Regions from separate parts of the Mus musculus genome. Here region 1 is linked to region 2. The links are chromatin contacts, called in public promoter capture Hi-C maps. All regions are on one chromosome and are shown on one strand. The core of a region is the stretch at or near the end of the contact, and the rest is flanking DNA. Distances in the headings are between cores, read along the strand shown.

Evidence for each region. Promoter capture Hi-C pulls out the DNA fragments that hold promoters and counts their contacts.
Region 1: a promoter capture Hi-C map of neutrophils shows a contact between it and region 2, with 4 times the contacts expected there. The contact joins the promoter of Mzt1 here to the enhancer-like site in region 2. A contact is called at or near these places in 7 of 39 promoter capture datasets (the HPC-7 cell line, cranial neural crest, frontonasal cranial neural crest and 4 more) and 5 of 115 datasets of contacts at active chromatin or transcription factors (astrocytes, embryonic hindbrain, embryonic midbrain and 2 more).

What each region holds. Positions count from the first base shown.
Region 1 is chr14:99,044,509-99,048,299 of GRCm38.p6, reverse strand. Mzt1 (mitotic spindle organizing protein 1) reads left to right here and starts at 2,164. Exons shown (of 3, transcript NM_175245.4): 1 at 2,164-2,306. The coding sequence starts at 2,237. Bora (bora, aurora kinase A activator) reads right to left here and starts at 1,923. Exons shown (of 12, transcript NM_175265.5): 1 at 1,620-1,923; 2 at 832-999. The coding sequence starts at 984.
Region 2 is chr14:98,064,985-98,069,109 of GRCm38.p6, reverse strand. The region is part of intron 1 of Dach1 (dachshund family transcription factor 1); the gene reads left to right. Among named protein-coding and RNA genes, the nearest start is that of Gm25831, 99 kb to the right of the region's middle. Within about 2 kb of position 1,614, at least 17 of the 459 cell types and tissues checked have an H3K27ac peak or open chromatin away from gene starts, as enhancers often do. A contact at or near this core is called in hematopoietic stem and progenitor cells and neutrophils, where this site is marked.

The DNA.
Region 1 (3,791 bases), core at 915-3,414, 980 kb before region 2:
CATCAAAGCAGCCAACGCACCTTGCTTTACAGCTTTTCTAGGAAAGTGTGCTTAACAAATCAAAAGAGCCTTGCCAGTGTAGCAAAGTAAAAACAAGCAACCCTGATTTCCTGAAGAACACACTTCCTATGTTCCCTCCTTCTGGTTAATATTATTCATAGCACATGCGTTACAATTTTTTTTCTTCCGGTTTTTCGAGACAGGGTTTCTCTGTGTGGCCCTGGCTGTCCTGGAACTCACTTTTTGTAGACCAGGCTGGCCTTGAACTCAGAAATCCGCCTGCCTCTGCCTCCCGAGTGCTGGGATTAAAGGAGTGTGCCACCACACCCGGCTACGCATTACAATTTCAAAATTGCTCATTTTGCTGAGTTTTTTTTTTTTTTTTTTCCAACAGTGCAGGACTTTGCTCCCTTTTATAATAACCACAAGCTTTATTAGGGCTGAACGTTTTCAAATGGCTGGGCAAAAGGAAACAAAGGTATCACTATTTTATGACAGAAAAATAATAAGAAATTCACATTTCTGTGTCCATAATTCGTTACTAGAGCGTGGCATGTTTGTCTCCATATTGGTCTTGGCTGCTGTCTTTGGTCTGAGGTATATATGAGTAGCTCAGCTGTGACCAGCTAACTTGTAAAGCCTGTGTGCTGTTTCTGTGCTGGTGTGGGCAGTTCCTGGATGTCGACCTCCTGCATAAGAGCGCTCAGATCATGTCTGCTCAAAGAACCATTACAAGATTAGGTGCCATCTTCTTCTTGTATTTACACTTAAAATTATTTGTAGTTACTTTCACTTAAAATCACTTGTAAACACTAGGCAAGAGAAACTTACTGGTAGTTTTGTGGACTTAAAGATAGAAGGACTAGCAAGGGTTTGTTCATGGAGATTAGAATAATCACTGGGACTTTCAAAGGGATTTAAAACAGGGATCCTTCCTGGAGTTTCTGGTGTTATTTGCATTTTTAATTCGCTGACATCTCCCATAGCCCAGGAAGCAAACTAGAAAGAAATCAAAAGTACACATATTAAAATTACTGAATATCATAGATATTAATCCCGACAAAATACATTCAACATCTCACTCCAAATCGAATCCTCTTGGGGTTAAGTTTCTATGGTTTACAAAGGAGAATCAGCCCTGCACGTTTTCTCAGATGATCCGGAGCCGAGCCTTGGGAGCTGGGGAAGGTACGGCAATGCTCCTATCACTTTTTCAGAGGAAGCAACGCATGCACGGAAGTTATGCGGCATATATGAAGCAGCCAACCGGTTATGAGTGGGCTCTGGTCCAATCTGATTACACCAAAAATAAGTGCCTTTCCAACCAAACGACTTCTATTTATCGTTTTCCTTATTCATCATCTCAAGACAAAACCGTACGAACACCGTCCGGATACCCAAGTAATTCCACACAGAACTGCAATTTTTACTACTGGCACGTTAGTCCTCACTTGAACAGGGTGAGTGACAGGCTGGACCCAGGTGGGGATTTAAACTACTTTTCCTAAAGAGCACTCCCCCTCCGGGATCCAAAGGCACGCTGCATTCCTTCCAAAGAGGGTTACAGCCAGAAGGGAGATGGGGGCGGGGGTGAAGAAGAAGAAAAGAAAAGAATTTACTTTTGTAAGATCAAAGTTGAGCGGGCTCCCTCGGAAACAGCAGAGACGTCACTTCCAGCGACCATTCAGTGTCCAGGCGCCCTCTCTCTCTGCTCCCCTTCACACCTAGGCGAGCTCACAGGTACGTCTGGGGCCAGGAAACCAGAGCGGTCCACCTCGAAGCAGGAGTCCAGGCCTGGGGCCACGGAGAACGTACCTACACTCGTGGGCAACGTGGAAGTTCTAGCATCACCCTGCAGATGCCCACGCCAGGCGCCGACTCTTTAACTCCCTCCGTGCTCTCCGGCCAACCAGGGCGCGGGGCGGGGAGAGGTCACCGGCCAATCGCGTCCCACCGCCGTCCGCGAACCAGCCAATGGCGTCGAGGCGGCCGGGTGAATTCGAACGCTAACTCCTCGCTCTACGTTCCGCGCAAGGGAACGAGGCTCCAAATTCAAATCAACGCGGTCCGGCGTCGGCGCTCGGCGCTCGGCGCGAGGGGGCGTGGCCCGGGCGGCGGGGGCGTGGCCTGGGCGGTGCGAGCGCCGCCGCGCGGTGTGTGGGCGGGGCCGAGCGGCGGCGGGCGCTCCAGTTCCGGGTCAGGCCTTCTCCCACCGGGGCGGGGGCCTCTCCTCTCCATGGCGAGCGGTAGCGGCCCGGGCGCGGCGGCCTCGGCCAACCTGAACGCGGTGAGGGAGACCATGGACGGTGAGTGCGCGTCGTTCTCGTCTGACCGGGCCTGCGCTTCCCGGCGCCGAGCCCCCGGATGGAGGCGTCGTAGAGGGCCCCACGGTCCCCGCGTCGGCCTCGGCGGTATCCTGCGAGGGGACGGGGAAGGGGACCCGCCGCGACCTCGAAGCTGGCGGCCCCAGAGCTCCGGTCTTCCGCTGCGGCGGAGTTTGGCGCGCGCGGGGCGTTCCAGGCCTCGCGACCGCTGCCTGCGAGCCCATCCTGGGGCCACGCGACCCGCCAAGTGTCTGGCGCCTGCTCGTGTCTGGCGCGTGCTCGTGGCCTGGGGACCCGGGGCGAAAGGGGTCGTGGACCTTTTTGTCCACGCGGTGAGCTCAGTTCCGGGGCCCAGGCGTTTCAGTAACGGGTTATTTGTTTCCAGTGATTGAGCACCACTCCCCGTCACCATCTCCCACTCCTTAGATCGGGCGACACGGGTGACCGCGGTTGTGGGTGTGTCCGCGCCCGCTGCCTGATAGGTAGAGCGCACCCAGAGGTACAGAAATAAGTCTCAGAGTTCCCTTCTCTCTGCTATGGTTCTGCAGCTTTGTCCCTCTCGGACCCAACACTTAGAAAGTAACTATTATTCGTAAACAATAAAATAAAGTTGTAGCTCCGGGTATTTAAAATAAGACAGCCAGGTAAAGTGTGTGTCAAGTGATCGGTTTTATTTGCTTTTTCTTTTGCGTTAGCAAGCATCTTTCTTTGTCTTAATTTTACACGTTTCCATCTACGTGTGGTTCTACATGTCTGTTTTGGCAGTGGCTTTGATGGTTTCCAGAGGTTACCCCCTCAACATCTTTCTCAAAAGATAACCTTACGCTTTGCAGTGGTTTTCCCCACCTAATTGTTTGCCACATTGTTCTTTTTCTGTCTCCAGCCTGTCTTTTTTTTTTTTCTTTTTTCTTTCATCTTAGATGTTCCACGGCTTATTGTTTTGTAAAAATAAATGTATGTACACAAGGGTACCGTTGTGGTTTTTAGGTTGTGTTGTTCTGAGATAAGACTCTTGCCTGTGTAGCCTAGAGTGACCTCAAGTTCCTGAGCTTCTCTTTTTGCCTCTGGAGCGTCCATGGGGTGCTGGGTGCACCAGTGTGTGTTGTGAGTAGTGTCTGAAGAGAACTGGTTAAGTTGGTGGGCCTGCTGTGAGGGCTAAGGCTTTGCATCCCAACCTTTTGTGAGAGAACGTGTTGTAAAGTAAAAAGTACACAGTATAAAAACATTTAAGAAGTTTGTTTGCTTTTTTAACGAAGTAAGAGTATGTGTGAGGTTTTAGCCCATTTAAGTCATTGTAAAAGAACCAGCATGAAATTTTCAGTTTGGATCTTCCTTTGATAGCAGTTTTTCTTGAAGCTCAAATTTTTTTCTCCTTATCATTTTGCTCATTTCAGGTTACTAACAGTGACTTTAAGCTTTTCCTGTCAGTGGTTGCTAGGTTAGTGGGACTCACCTGTAAAGTGTTCT
Region 2 (4,125 bases), core at 365-2,864:
TAGAGAGCCTCACAATATTCTTCCACTAACTGAGCCTTGGACAAGCTCACACATTGTAGGACCTTAGTATCTACTAAAGATACTAAGGCTGAATGTCTTTCTGCAGAGAGAGAACTAAAATTATGGTTTGGTAATTCTACAAATGTGGTGATTAAACCTTGATGAAGACGGTTTCTATAAAAACAGCTCAGCCTTCTCAGACCTCTTCTCATCTGCTCTCTATTGAAGGATCTAAGTTCATAGCAACTTTCATGTCAAAGCTACCTGTTTTGTCTATTTATGTATCGAAATATTGAAGTCAAATCAAATAGTAGTTGTATTGTTATCCCACATCCTATTAAAAATGTCTTCAAACACAAGACAAAACAAATAGAGCAGAAGACAAGACTCCAAAGGTAAAGGAACTTTCTCCCAAGTCAGATGATATGCGTTCAGTCCCAGGAAATTATAGGATAGAAAGAGAAAACCAGCCTCAATTACATGTCATTTGATCTCCATATGGGGGCCAAGGTATGCATGCATACATGTATACACACACACACACACACACACACACACACACACACACACACACACACACACACACATACACACACACACACACACACACACACACACTCACACACATAAATCCACCATTCAACAACCAAACAAATTTACATATATTTGTATTGTATAATTTTTATAAAATTATATGATAGATGTGATAGATAGATGTTTAAAAAAATTAAAAAAAACTTCTAAAGCTTGAGTGTTACTAGTAAATCTTGAAAATAATTAGCCAGGTGGTGCTTCTAAGAAGTATCTTAGTGTGCACTGTTTCCCTACAGATAATGAAACAATGCTTATAGAAAAAAATTAAACATTTTTCTCATTAGTGTTTACAGGGAAGTGTAGGAGTTTCAATATTTTATGACAAGCTTTTTATCAGGCTTTTGACCTTTATTATATAAAGATAACTGATATTAAATATGATATCAGTGTCAAGCATCATGGTTCACATGGCTTTTAGGAGGCTGAGACAGGAACATTCAAAATTCCCTAGGCTGCCCTGGGCTACACAGAGAGAGCCTGTCTAAGCCAAACCAAAACACAATGACCAATATAGACAAACGAAGAGAAGAGTTAATGACTGACAGCTAGTTTCAGCATCTCAGCTTCTTGTACTGTTTTGTTTACCACCCTCCTGAAATACATTAACTTAACAGACAATGGCGTTCTTCAGATTTCAGTGTTGCAGTGAGTTATAAATGTGTGCCTTGTTTTTCCAGTCATGTCTACAAGATATGATTTGGCCTATATTTGTTTCTAATTGTTTGAGAATTTCATGAAATACTTTAGGAAATGTGAGACACCCTAGGGTATTGCGAAATCTGGGCTGGAAATCACTGGCCCAGAGAAGGGTTGCTAAATTCTGACAGCTGTTGGGTCAGTGGACTAAGCCATTTAACCTCAATAAACCTCATTTTCCTCATCTGTAAAACAAATCTCCTAATGTTGACCTAATTCATAGCTCAGGTTGGCAGCAGCTAGGAAAATATTAGGAGTGAACATCCTCCACTAAAGAATTAACTCCCGTGTCTCTCAAGAATTTCACATACCACTGAGCAGACAGTTCACTGCATGGCATAAGAAGGGGGAAGTTAGGTACATTATTGGTAGGTGGACAAGAGCCAGAACACCAGTCTCAAACTTTTAGGGTATTATTTGGTCGTCCCCACATCAGGAATCATGGGTAGTGTTAGAAGGGAAATGTATATGAGTAGAAAAGGAAGCTCTGGTCAGAGTTAGAAGTGAATTCTTGTATTCTAAAGTGTTGTTTGATCAGTTTTGAACTGTTTCAGGAAGTATTTTGCTAAGGGTGTATATGAAAGAAAGAAATAAAATAAAGAAAATTTGCAAAAATACTTGAACAGAAAATGAAAAGGTATATTGAGGCACACAATCATCAGGCAAAACAAATCCAAACTTGTTGGCTTCTGGGTTATAACAATGGTATTGCCTGTAGCCGGAATCAATTAGGATATTTTGAAACAATGAGGCATTTAATCATTTATATATTAACTATGACATGAAGATTACTTTATATTCCTTTTGAGTGATTGGTACACATAGAAACTGATATTTCTTGTATAGATGGTTAGAGCTCTTGGCAGCTGTTGAAATAGCTGACCACAGTGACTTTAGTTTTTTCTTTTTTTTTTTTTTAAGGAAACATGAAACAATCAAAAAGAGGATAAACCATTGCTGATAATTGAGAATTGATTATATTTCAAACTCTCAAAATGCGGATGGCTCCTGAGCTTCCTCACAGTTGTTAGGAGAGGTAGACTGCTGGCTGTAAAATATTGAATACAATTTCCTTCATGCTGTTGCCAGAAGGAAGTCAGGAATCTTTGCATTTTTCTATAATTTAGCACTTTGAACATAGCAAAATTACAATTCATTTGTCTACAAAAAATCATAGTTAATAAAAAGCACATTAACGTTTTGCATTCTTTCTCTTTTAAACTAGGACATCTGAATCAGATGTTGAAATAAAGATTAGCCTTTTTTTTTTTTTGCATGGGATGGCAGTGCACGAACCTTTTAAGGGATCTGTGAATTATTGCCTTGGTTCAGCATGAGTGCAATGAGAAGAAATGTACCTCATCTGTAATACACTGTGTAGACTAATATCAGCTCCTTTTTTTTCTTATATTGCAGTGAGATATTGATCTGGTAAAATGGTACCATATTGGAGCTGTCTGTTGTGGTATTCATCACTCTGTCACATCCCTAGTGCCTTGGAGTTATTGGAAAGTGGAATTGAGAGAGTTCTGTCATTTGCTGTGGCAATTCATTCACAGGACAGTCACTACAATACTTGCAGTGGTTCACTTATCTTTCTAGCTGGGATAGTTTCACCTTCAGTAATAAGATGGCCTTTCCATGCATAGTGGTATAAACAGGTGAGCTTTAACTCTCCCTGAGTTTGCCTTTGCCGTCTATCCTTACTCTTTTCTAGTCTCTACTCACACCTTTTGACAGTCCTGAGGCTGATGTTTTGAGTTTATTCCTGTGAGACATATCTGAGCTATGGTTTCAAGCTTCTTTGCTTTATCTGATGGTAGCAAGAAAGCAGAAGATGAACTTTTATATGTAGAAAGCTTTGCATTCCTTCCCACGAGAACATATCAGTTAGTGTTAAAAGAGCTTTCAAAAGTGTAGAAGATACTGTCAATCCTCAGTGAGTAGATGAAATGCTTTGAATGGATTATTTTTGTTTTGTATTCTTGCTAACAACCTGATGATTATACTGGAATGACATGTTACTTTAAAAATAATTTAGAAACAAGGATCCCATCTGACGAAGTAAGTGTTATCTCTGAAGGGCATCAATATAAAGTGTAAGAACAGTTTCTCCTCGGGAATTTTTCCAGCAATAAAACTCTCAGCTCTAGCTAGGAAACCAAGCAGAGAATATGGACAGAAGTCCACAGCTTATAGTCTAACGGTTTTGCAAAAGCTGAGTACTGTCTAAGTAGCTGAGGAGTCTGATAGACACTAATGAAAACTCTGTGGCTACTAGAAATCAAGGGGCTTAGCTTTAAGTTGGCAATGGGAGAAAAGTAGAGATGCAAACATCTGTGTATTTACCGCATGATTTTGTGTTGCTGTTAATGCATAGAGGCCAGACAGAGCTTTCATGGCAGAATAAGCTGTGGTTCTACACTTAGGTTAAGATCCATACTTTTTTCTTTGCTGCCCTGAAAACACACCCCTCATTTGCTCTTGCTTCCCAGGGATTAAAAACCTCAGAGATGACATTTTGGTGACTAATCTGTTTTCTTTTTTTTTTTTCTCAGTCAGCACTGGTATTTACAACACACTTATTATGAAGGATATGTTAAATGAATCACAGAAACAAGAATGGGCATTTTTCAAAGTCTCAATGAGATTACTTTATGTTTGCTGATATGTGATCATAGAACTCACATAGAAAGATTTTTAATAAGTAGCAAAACAGTAATAAATATTGGCAGTGTTATCTCTGTGAAGGTTTATGTGAAATGTTGTTTGATTGTGGCATATCTGGTTTACTTTGCTTTATTGCCTAATGTCAGGTGAAATAAATTGTAACAT